Regions from separate parts of the Mus musculus genome. Here region 1 is linked to region 2. The links are chromatin contacts, called in public Hi-C maps. All regions are on one chromosome and are shown on one strand. Each heading gives the region's core, a stretch centred on a gene start, on an enhancer-like site or on the middle of the called end of the contact. The rest is flanking DNA. Distances are from core to core; before and after follow the strand shown.

Region 1 (5,543 bases), core at 331-2,830, 320 kb after region 2:
AAAGTCTTAGCTCTTCCATATGTTAACTAGGTTTCAGTCTCAGTCCCCAGCCATGTGGCCAAGGTCAAACACCATCCCTTCTTTGTGCAAGGGTGAGGAAAGGTGATTGAAAGTATAAGCCAAGAGAAAACCTTTAAGTCTACTTTGAAAAATATTTAAATGTTCTAATTATTTTTTAAGGTTTCTTCAAGGCTGTAAACCCAGTGGGGGAGGGGAGTTGGGGGCAGCAAGCATTTCCTGAGGAGGAAAGCTGAGCAAAAGAATCCCTTCGTAAACCATTAAATTTCTTATTTTCTAACGGAGACTCGGGTACTCTTTTACAGACACATTCTGCTAAGCTAGTACTTTCTTCTCTTCAAGACTTAATTCCTTTTCTGATGAAGAAAGATTATTGAGGATATATATATATATATAGAGAGAGAGAGAGAGAGAATGAATTACCTCTTCCTTCAGTTGGAAATTTTCTACGATAGAACCGATGCATCTTTCATTGAGATGCCAAGAAAGATAAAAAATTAATAAGAAAATAAACAATTGATTCTCTCTGCTCACCTAAACGTTGGAAAAAGTGACCATTAATTCTTCAAAACACCCGAAAATTAAACAATCCCTCCTCGATTCTTTCATCAGCTAAACACTACAGGCAAACTCACCGTTTTGGAGGAAAAAGGGCGCTTTTTAAAAGGCCCTGCTGACTCCAGGCCTTGAGACTTACTGAGAAGCAGCAAAACAGGGGAGGAAAAAAAAAACTTTTTCCATTTGGTACAGTGGGCAGGCGGGGGCTGGGGGGTCCTTTACATTTGGCGGGAGCTGAGAAGGAGCCCCTAGAAATGCTGAGGGGGTCGGTGGTGGGAGGTGCCCCGAGGGCGCGGTGCACGAGGGAAGGCGGGAGATAAGCGCGGAGCTCAATCTCCCGCGCTCTCCAGCCAGGGCTCTGAGGGCAAAAAGTTACGGAGACTGAGTATGGATGTGAGATAGATGAGTTGTGAAATGGGGGGCGTAGAGGCTAGAGATGGGGCCATCTGGCCAGCTTGGAGTCCCACAGTCCTGTCACAGCTCGAGCATGAGTTGAGGAGGGGAGAGGAGGGGGCATTTGGCGCCCAGGCAGGGGGTGGGGTGGAATGCGGCGCGCAGAAGCCACTACCTTGCACGTCCCCAGTGCAGGGTCTCGGGGTGGGATGGAATAGTAGGACCCCGTACAAGGCCGACCACATCTGTCCCACTCTGCACCAGCCACCCTTGCTCCGCGCCTTCCTCCCAGTCCCGGGCCCAAATAGGTCGCCTGAGGCCCGGAACACCGTGATCTGCAAGCACCCAGTTTCTGAGGCTGCCGCCACAGAGAAAGGATTCCCACGATGCCCGCCTCACACTCACCGTCCACGGTAGTCCGCGCGCCAAGACGGCAGGGACAGGAGGACGGCCGGCGCAGGTCACTGCAGGTGCGCCGGCTCATGCCGCAAAACTCGGGCTCCAATGCTGGGGAGGTGGCGGCGACGACAGGAAAAAGGTGGCCGGCCAGACGAGGCGCCGAGCCGCAGCTCTTAAAAGGCGCCAGCTGGTACTTTTAAAATCTTTGAATTTGGTGCCCAAATCAGAACAGACCAATGGGGCGCGGCGTTTGCACAAGCGTGCCAATAGGCAGGCGGCATGAGAGGACGCCCTCGCTCGCCCAATAGGAGGGCGCGGGGGCGGAGCCAGCCCTGGAGCCTGGGCTCCTCCCACACGCCCAGATCCTCGCCTCCCCAAAGTTGCTGATGGAGCTGGCAAGCACGCCCATGTAGGCGTGGCCTGTGAAGGCGGCTGGTCCTCTGCGCAAACCCGCCATGCTGCCCTCTCCCCGCACCCCCCCTCCGTTATCCCGCGAACCGGCTTCTCCAGAGTCCTCATGTCCTGGGGACAGCTCCGACTTCTGCCTGAAAGTCTGTGATGGACACAGGCGGGCCCCCAGTCTTCCTCCATCGTCTGTTACGAGCGAGTTTGCAGAGCTGCAAACCCGCCACTCTGAGTGCACACCTTCCGGAAAACAAGCCCTTCCCCTGGCTCCGGACCCGCCTCTCTAGGATTTAGGCGCGCTCTACTCTCCCTCCTAAATTGGCTCCACCCCCTGCCTGGAGCTCCTGCGCTTGCGTATTGCGCGGCCGCCACTACGGAGTTGGCGGGTTGGCGCTTGCGCGCGAGGAGCCTGGCGGTTCCCTCCGGGCGGGGCGGACTAGCTGGGGGGGACATGTGACCGGAGAACCGCCCTTGCCCTGGGGATGGCGCGCAGCAGGACCCCGGCGTCCCTTTGCTTGGCGCCTTCCGAAGGCTGAGGGCGCGGCCTAACTTAGATCTGGCCATTGCATTCTTTTTTTCTTTTTTTTGGGTTGGGGGCGGGGGGGCCGGTTCGAGACAGGGTTTCTCTGTATAGCCCTGCTTTGGCCATTGCATTCTTTTGGGTTTTCAACCACCACGAATTCTTAAAAGTGTTAATTTGTATTTTATTTTATGTGTTCTTAACCTTCGTTGGCTAGGCTCGACAGCCGACCTGTTCCCCTAAATAAGTCAGACTCCCGTCTCTTTGGGGTGGAGCGCCCTGGCTGCGTGGATATTTTTATATCAAAGGCGAGAGTGAAAGTATTATTAAGTCTGATGGTGAGCTATAGTGCACCACTAATGATGCTGGGCATGCACGTCTTGAATTTATTTCTAAGTGGTGACAATACACTTAACTTCTTTTCAGACTACAGAGCAGTAAAGCTACAGGATATGCCATTTCCCTCTTGCTTTTCTGCAAGAGCATATGACTTTCTGTTAGTGTTCCATGCAGCTCCTGTGTAAAGCGGGACCAAGATTGGACTGAGTCATACAAACGTTGGGTGGATCCAGTTTTTATCAAATTCTTTTTGTTTATCCCTAGTTTTCTGGCATTTTCACGTTTGGAGTGTTGCAAAAAAAATAGTGATGTAGGTGGTGTTGCTTACCAAAATCTTGACCGCTATTTCTGTTTTGTACCTGAGAACTTTGCCTCTAAGTAAAAAGGCTGAAAAGACACGAGCCCTGTCTTTAAGGAAGTTTATATCCTAATGAGAAGGAATTTGGCAATCAAAATTTTCAGTAAATGAAAGATACTAAACTACGTGTTAAAAGAACTGTTAATAGAGACATAGGTTGAGAATCTTGAATGGTCAGTTAAGTTTGACACTTTGAACTGTATTGACCTCACAAAGAACTACATTAAAAAAAGTGCCTAGAGCTCAAGCAAGGGGGACAGGGGTGTGTGTGTGTGTGTGTGTGTGTGTGTGTGTGTGTGTGTGTGTGTGTTTGCATCCGGAAAAGTCAGAAGCTAGATCATGTGGTATTTGTAGATTGTAAGAACTTTAGTTGGAGTCTTGCTGAATGGATATTAAAATGCTACGTGGTCGGGCATGGTGGCACACACACACACACACACACACACACACACAGGAGCCAGAAAACCTAGTTCCCCAGCAGAGAGAGTTACACAGAGAAACCCTGTCTCAAAAAACAAAACAAAACAAAACAAAAAAAATTGTCTCAAATAATTTTAAATGCTGTACCAGGGAGATCTTTGTGCATGCGAAATATACTTCCTAATGTGAAATAACACTAGATGCAGACCATTGGTGTGTACAATAATGGATTTGGCTTTTAGAGGCAGTGGGAACCTGTCACAGTGCTGAGGAATGACAAGAAAAAGCTTACTATTAGCTTGCCATTCTTAAATATCTTAGCAATATTTTCACTTTATACGATTGTGCTTAGAAGTCTAAGATCTTACTGTGGTTTCAGAGCTAGTCAAGGAGTGTACAAACTTTTGAATCCTCGTGAGATCGGGAAGTATTCTTGAGGGCAAAATGAACCAAGTTCCTTTCAGCAAGAGTCCAGTAGTTCCTTCTGTTATTCCAGGAAGTAATATTCTTTGCTGGAACTTGATAGTACACATTCCTGTTTCTACTCTGCTTAACCTTGGAAACTCCTTATCTTTTATTTGCATATACAGAGAGATGGAAATTTCAGGTGGGAAGGCAAGTTTAGCAAACAACTGAGCACCTGGAATGTAACCTTTGGTTCTTCACTATAGTCTGAAAGTACTTTTCAGCATTTTTTCCCTTCCTGAAGAAAATGGCTGACAGGTTGTTGGAAAATCTCAAGTTTCCACAAGGAGACAAGCATGTTTTCTTACATGCTGCAATAATTTGTCACAGCCCGTGTCAGTTTTCCAGGTTAATTAAGCGTTGACTTTATATTTGAGCTTAATTGTGTTGGAGCAGTATTAACTGATGCTCCTAGCTGGCTTGTGGGCACCTGTGAATCTCTTCCTCCAGTAGATAGAGAGGGCCATTCTGCATTTCACTAGATGCCAGTCTTTTCATGCCCACTTGTGCCAAGTTTTTTGTTTTTTTCCTCTTGGGTGAAATATGAAGTACAGAGAAAATTGCCTTCATTCCTTCACATTCTGTTTACAGACTTAGTGCAGACAAGACATTGAGGTGTATGGAAGATAGAAACCTGCCCTGTGCTTACCGTCTATGCTCTTGAGATTCTCTGAACATTCATTTATGGATAAAATAAAAATAAGTAATAAAATGAATAAAATAATTGTGAAGTTCCAGAGTGCTGAGACTCACCACTGCCCAGAATCATAAGGGATCATCCTACCATAAAGTTTTCTTTTTAAATATGCAAGTTAGGCCATTATTAATATATATTTTCACCCTATTCTGTAACGTTACCTTTTCATTTCTTTACTAAGCATACAGACTTGGGATAGAAATCAACCAGGAGCCTGGCGGTGGTGGCACATGCCTTTAATCCCAGCACTTGGGAGGCAGAGGCAGGCAGATTTCTGAGTTCAAGGCCAGCCTGGTCTACAAAGTGAGTTCCAGGACAGCCAGGGGTACACAGAGAAACCCTGTCTCGAAAAACCAAAAACAACAATAACAACAACAAGAAAACCCAAAGAAATCAGCCAGGAAATTTACTATGTTGCAGTGAATGTTGCTTCTTAAGTATTACCATGGTTTGTTTTATACTCCTTATAGCAGTGCTATAGTACTTTCTATAGTGGAAACTTCCCTGAGTCCTAGAACTTAGGGAAGTGAAGAAAAGGGCACTAGTGTGGGATGCAAGCTACTCAGTGCCTTGGAGATGGCTTCTGGATGTAGGGCCTCAGGGGACTTAAGAGGTAAGGGCAAAAAGGCCCAAACTTGGAATCATCTACTTATCCCATGTCTAAAAGCTTTGAACACCTTCCAGAAGGTGTAGGTCCACATACCTACTCACTGTATTGGGAGAAAGTTTTCAGTTCCTGAATTTGGGAGGATACATTCAGACCACAGCATATGGAGAAGTGCTGTAGGGTACAGATAAAAGGTGTCATTACTTCTATCTTGAGAGTAAAGTATCCTTTGGGATGGACTTTGACACCTATCTGCAGAAGTTTGAAGTTTCTAGGTTTAGGCAGGTAGGAAAAGTGTGGCTCATAATGAAATGGTTGTGTAAACCATTATTCCAAGGACCTCAGCATGTTATGGTTCTATTAG
Region 2 (5,933 bases), core at 1,219-3,718:
AATAATCAAATTGTATAATACTTGAATAGACACTGAAACAAACAAGGGAACGAATAAAAAAAACAGAGAAAACCGTCATGCAGAACACAGGGAGTTAATCCTTTGACAGGGCACCAAGACTACACAGTGGAGAGGGAGTCTCTGCAATCGAAGGTTCTATGTGAACAAGGGATATTCGTGGGAGAATTAAGCTGACTTGTACATTTAATTACACACAGAAGTCAAATAGAAATGGAACAGGGAAGGGCTGGTGAGATGGCTCAGTGGGTAAGAGCACCCGACTGCTCTTCCGAAAGTCCAAAGTTCAAATCCCAGCAACCACATGGTGGCTCACAACCATCCGTAATGAGATCTGACACCCTTTTCTGGAGTGTATGAAGACAGCTACAGTGTACTTACATATACTCAAAATAAATAAATCTAAAAAAGAAAAAAAAAAAAGAAATGGAACAGGGATTTAAACATTTCTAGTCCCGAAGCTATAAAACTACCAGAGGAACAAACAAGGTAAAAAGCTTTTTGACATTGGTTTGAATAGTAATTTTCTGAAAACCATTCTCGCACAGAAAAGTCTAAATGAAATTATATCAAACCACAAAGTTCCAAAATGTGTGTTTGGCAAAGTGAACAATACGCAGACTGAAGAGTCTTGTGGATAGGGAGAAGACATCCACAAACCATACAGCTGATAAGGGGTTAATATCCAAGATATGCAAGAAACCAAAGAACCTCAGAGCAAGAAACACACAACTTCATGTAAGAGGGGCAAGGAACCTGCCCAAATATTACTCAACAAAGGGCATCAAGGTCAAGAACGAGGAGATGAGAAAGTCAACAACAAACTGTTAGAGGGTGCAAATCAAAGACACAATGTAATGCTGACCTGCCATGTGGGGTGGCGGAGGTTACCAAATAACTGAAGAGAAGGGTCAAGAAAGATGGAGAGGAAAGAAAACACCAGTTCTCTTGCAGCTGGGAGTAAGTTTAGTGCAGCCATTATGGAGAATGGTGTCGAAGCTCCTTATGAAGTTGATACTTGAACTTGATACAATTGGACAACCTCAGCTCTAAGAAGCCACCTCAGGTCATGAAGTCAGTATGTTAAAGAAATGGTATCTACTCTCCATGTTCATGCAGCATTGTTTATGTTATGCAAGTTTGGAATCAATCTAAATGTCCATCATGGAATAAATGGATAGATAAAAGATCTAGATAGATGATAGATATATTATCAACAGATAGATATAAATAGACAGCTAGTAGAGAAATAGAGAGACAGACAGAGAGATTTATTCCAGTTTCATAAAAGGGTAACTATCATTTGTGACATTATGAGAGAGCCACGTTATGGTGAGTGAAATAAGTCAAATACAAAACGACAAAGACTACGTAATTTCACTTCTGTTTAGAACCCAAAGAAGCTGGATTCACAAAGGAGCAGAGAGATGACTACAGGTTGTCAAAACTGGGGTTTGATGAGAATGGGGATATGTTGCTGTGTCTAAAGGATGAACAAAACCTGCTGATTTACTGCACAAATGCTGAGCACAGTTAGTAATTAATATTAGATGCTTTAAATTGGCAAGAGTAGATTTTAAATATTTGCAGCACACACACAGTAACATTGTGATGACATGTTAATTATGTTGATATTGATAATCACTCTGTATGTTGATGAAAACATTAACTTGTATACATTAAATATATACTATTTATTTGCCTACTGCTACTCAATAAATCTATAAAAATCAGAAAAAATAAAGATACAATGAAGTAAATTCCATTATATTCACATGAAGACATAAAATATGTAAAACACCTAAGAGTTAGAATATTTAAAGCCATTAAGTAAGAAATAAAAAGAAAAATAGATCCATGAGGAGACAATGAGGATTCTTGTCCTGTGACTCAGGTTTCAGTAGCATCTATATTTAGTTTAAGGTATCACTCAGCGCTACCAAATGGCCAACCTTCACGCACTGATGTCTTAGGTTTTAGATACTAATGAAGGATCATAGACATATTTTTGCTATTTAGGTTTTCATTATATTTAGTTTTTTTAAGTTTTCCAAAGCCATCAATACAATTAATACCATTCGCTTCTATTCATTTTAGATTCCAATACAATAAGAAGAAAAAAAATACCTTAAACTTTCTGAGTTGTTTTAAAGTCTATTCCAAGCACTCTTTACAGGTTTTTGGGACCCTGGCTGGTGTTAGAGGTGGAAATACACACTCACACACATCCCAACCACGGCAGCAAACAGTACCTTTGATCACACCTGGAGTCCTGTAGATCCTTTTCCTCATAGTCCACCTACTTTTACGGACTTTAGGAAGTTGCCTCAACTCAATTGCTATCTAAACCAAACATAGTTCTCACTAAGGGAACGTCAGTTCTCTTTGCAGCTCCTCCTTCAAGGGTCACTATAGCAACACGTCTGTGCAGGCATTCTAGTTCCTAGTTCCTCAGCCTTACCCCCTGTGTCCGGACCAAATGCCCAGCTCCTGTGCCAGCTCCCCTGCAGGAGCTGTGTGCACATCAATTTATGAAAAATGCTTTAGTGGCATTTTTCAAGGTAGGACAAAAAATTAATAAAAATATAAAGCCAGTCTCCATTGTATAATTCAGAACTAGGGTTTTTTGTTTGTTTGTCTGTTTGTTTGTGTGTTTTTTTCATGTTCCACTCTTATTGCTAATTCGATTATGCAGTCATTTCACAGTTTATATAACCATCAAATCTCCGCACACTGTTTACCTTGAAGCACATGGTTTTGTCGATTAAATTCTAACAAAGCTAGAGAAATCAAACCACCAATAACTTTTAAAGGTGTTTGTTTGTTTGTTTGTTTGTTTAAAAATCATCTGGGTTAAATAAAAACACACCTAGAATACTTGCTTTAGAAATTTGTTCTCAATTTTAATTTTAAGCCATAGGAGAAGAAACCGTGTGAATTTTTTTGTAGACCGATATCTCAATGCTGTTTGTTTGATTTGTGTTTGCACGGGTATAACAGTGTTTATGTTTAATTTGTTAAGTCAGCTTCCTGAGTTTTCTACAAACATCTAATTCTGACATACGCATTAAATCTACATTTAAAATATTTGCTATGAAAATTGGCATGGTAAAATATTATATAGTTTTAAAATTTATTAGAACAATAATAGAGAGGGTTTTTAATTATTTAAGCATAGAAAGTGTTGGTTAGGAGCTCATATACGAGGCAAGTGTTTGGAGTGAAAAGGCTGAAAGGGTGTTTTAAAGTTCCATATAAGAATACCCAAGGCAGTTCAAGTTCAGGTCACCAAACAAGAAATGTTCACAGATGTGTTGGTCTTTCTAGGACTCAAATAAAATAATTCCGTGGCCTGAAACTTCCATACAAAACAGAAATCAAGCAGAGCCATACCCGTGGCTGTTAACCTGATGCCAAGCAAAACAAGATGAATCCAATTCATTTTCTTTTTCCTCTTAGGATAGTGATGCTTATTGTTAATATTAAACTTGTAGATACCCTGGCGTTCTTAGAATAAAAGATGTTGACTACTCCAATGGCTGACGGGAAGACAATATCTAGTCTTCAGGAAGGCAGATGGTACCGCTCATTTTCTCACCAGTAGCTCTGGGACTTTGGGAAGGCCACATGCCTGACTCAGACTTATAGTAATCTTATTTACTATGAGACTTTAAGGAGCTGAAGAGCCTCTTTGTGCCTCAGAACCATTACAAAGATTTCATTTGATGATTTAACCATTTAATATTTTGAGATTTTATTTATATTTTGTTTTATGCATATGGATCATTTGCCCGCATATATATGTTTAACCCACGCATGCAGTTCTTGTGGAGGGCAGATGAGCATGTAAAATGCCTTTACAACTGGAATGCCAATAGTTGCCAGTCAACATTTGTGACCTGGGGTCCTGGGTCCTCTGAAAACAGCAAGTGCTCTTAACTGCAGGCCATCTCTCCAGCCCCTCACTGGATGCTTTATAAAAATGCTTTGTCCCGTTTTGCACCTTTTCACGTTTTGTTCATTATTCATTGTTATTCCTTGTTATTCTAGACTTCAATTTACCCACCTAACATTTGTGTCAGTAGCCGAGCACCGACTCCTGCCTTTCAGAACTTGTTAGCTAAATATACTTGAGCAAAGGCAAGCAAGTCAGGAAAAACTGGAGACTTTAATTTACGTAGCACTTCCTCCTCTACTTTCTCCGTAACACCAAGAATCAAGGCATAACACCAAGAATCAGAGAATCTTGGGAGGTTTAGACATTTGAGCATATATTTTCCGAGCAATTCTGGATCATTATGCTTTCTTTATCTCGGTATGTTCATAGCAACAAAACAGTCATCATAAAATCATCCTGCACCCTTAAAGGCAAGGCACTGTCCCACCGCCAGGGGGCAGCATTTGTGCTCTGGACCAGCCAGTTTAAAGTCAGTGAAAAGATGGACCTTTGACACTTCCATGTTCACTGTCACGTTTAGTTCATCCTTTCTAGCTACTATGAGTCTCCCTGCCCAGTCCCAATATCAACACTAGGTCTTCAAACTTACTATACATCTCAGTCTCACTTGTACAGCCAAGACCTGCCTCATCCCTGAAAGACTCAAAGGATGCAGAACTTTAAATCATCCTTTTGTTGTTTATGCTCACACCGTTGCCCCAGTAAGGATGAGCCTGATAAACTGATACAATATCTGGGAGATTTTTCACTCCTTTCAATTTTCTCATAAGCTTCATCGTCATCTGGGAAGCAGCTACCTAGGGCTAGGTAAGGACTGTGGAGCTGAAAAGTTACATTTAAAAGTATCACTGTCTAGGTGTCCGGGAAACTTTTCATTAGGAAGAGACAAGCCGGCAAGGAGAAAAAGGATGATTCAGAGTCTGTATTCAGTATCCTTAAGTGTCTAGTCCTTCAAAAGCTCTAGAAAGGTTTTGTTAGTTTGTGTCTTGTTGTTTGTTTGTCTCGGTTTCGTTTTCTGTTTGTTTTGTCTTGTTTTTATTCCAACAAAAAACAGTACGATAAGTGTGAAGGGGAAAATGATGCCCGTTCCCTGCCCAGTCTTACCTTCTGACACTGAACACTGGAACAGATTTGCTAACTATAAACTGAGCCCGTCTACTCATGATGAAAAAGAGTCGAAATGAGTTTGGAAAGGCACAGTGTTGGAGGAGGCTGCTGGCTTGTTTTGTCATAACCAGCTCTCACTTTTTAAATTCTAGTGAACACCATCTTGTCTTTTCTTATTATTTTCGGTTTGCTGGGCTTCAAGGGCGGTGTTTCTTTTCCGTGAGAAATAATAGCAACTTCAACCCACGGGAACCACTTAGAAAGTAGCAGCGGGTGGGCAGGACTGGAAGGAGGTACAAGGGGAAGCAGGAAGGTTCCGGAGCAGCAGAATATAGATTCCTAAGCAATTTCTGCCCAACCTACCACCTTTCAAATGGCATAAAAGCACGGTCAAAGAGAATCTTGGCACCAAAGCACAGGTTTCTGATGCTGTCTGATAAGGCTTAGTGAAGCCCTTCAGCGTTGTGTGGATGCCAAAGGGATATCAGGCCGGAAGAGAAACCACAAATGAGCTTACAGCAAGGTGTCTTTGGGGCATCACTCCAAGATGAACCTCACTAACAATGGCGGCCATGAGAGGGGCTTCCATCAATTAAGGGTATAATTTTAGAGCTTAAAAACCACTGCCCCAACTCTGTGTGTGTGTGTGTGTGTGTGTGTGTATGTGTGTGCACGCACGCACGTGCGTGTGTGTCTCACAAGAAAATATCTTCTAATTTTTCAACACGCTATTTTAAACATTGATTTTTAATTTTACTTTAAGATTCATACACTCATATATAGTGTGAAATGGCCCATAAAGTCAAGCACCACTTACCTTTTATGTATCTTAAGAGGACCTAAAACTTTT

Evidence for each region. Hi-C and Micro-C count contacts between places; a contact is called where the count stands out from the background.
Region 1: a contact with region 2 is called in a Hi-C map of uterus. The contact joins the promoter of Fbxo5 here to the promoter of Syne1 in region 2. A contact is called at or near these places in 1 of 39 promoter capture datasets (embryonic stem cells), 2 of 15 datasets of contacts at CTCF or cohesin (the NIH/3T3 cell line and embryonic stem cells), 27 of 484 Hi-C or Micro-C datasets (the G1E-ER4 cell line, the HPC-7 cell line, LSK cells and 12 more) and 3 of 115 datasets of contacts at active chromatin or transcription factors (embryonic stem cells and pancreatic cancer cells).

What each region holds. Positions count from the first base shown.
Region 1 is chr10:5,803,885-5,809,427 of GRCm38.p6, forward strand. Fbxo5 (F-box protein 5) reads right to left here and starts at 1,581. Exons shown (of 5, transcript NM_025995.2): 1 at 1,375-1,581. The coding sequence starts at 1,453.
Region 2 is chr10:5,485,846-5,491,778 of GRCm38.p6, forward strand. It overlaps Syne1 (spectrin repeat containing, nuclear envelope 1), which reads right to left and starts at 2,469. Exons shown (of 146, transcript NM_001347711.1): 1 at 2,271-2,469. The coding sequence starts at 2,310.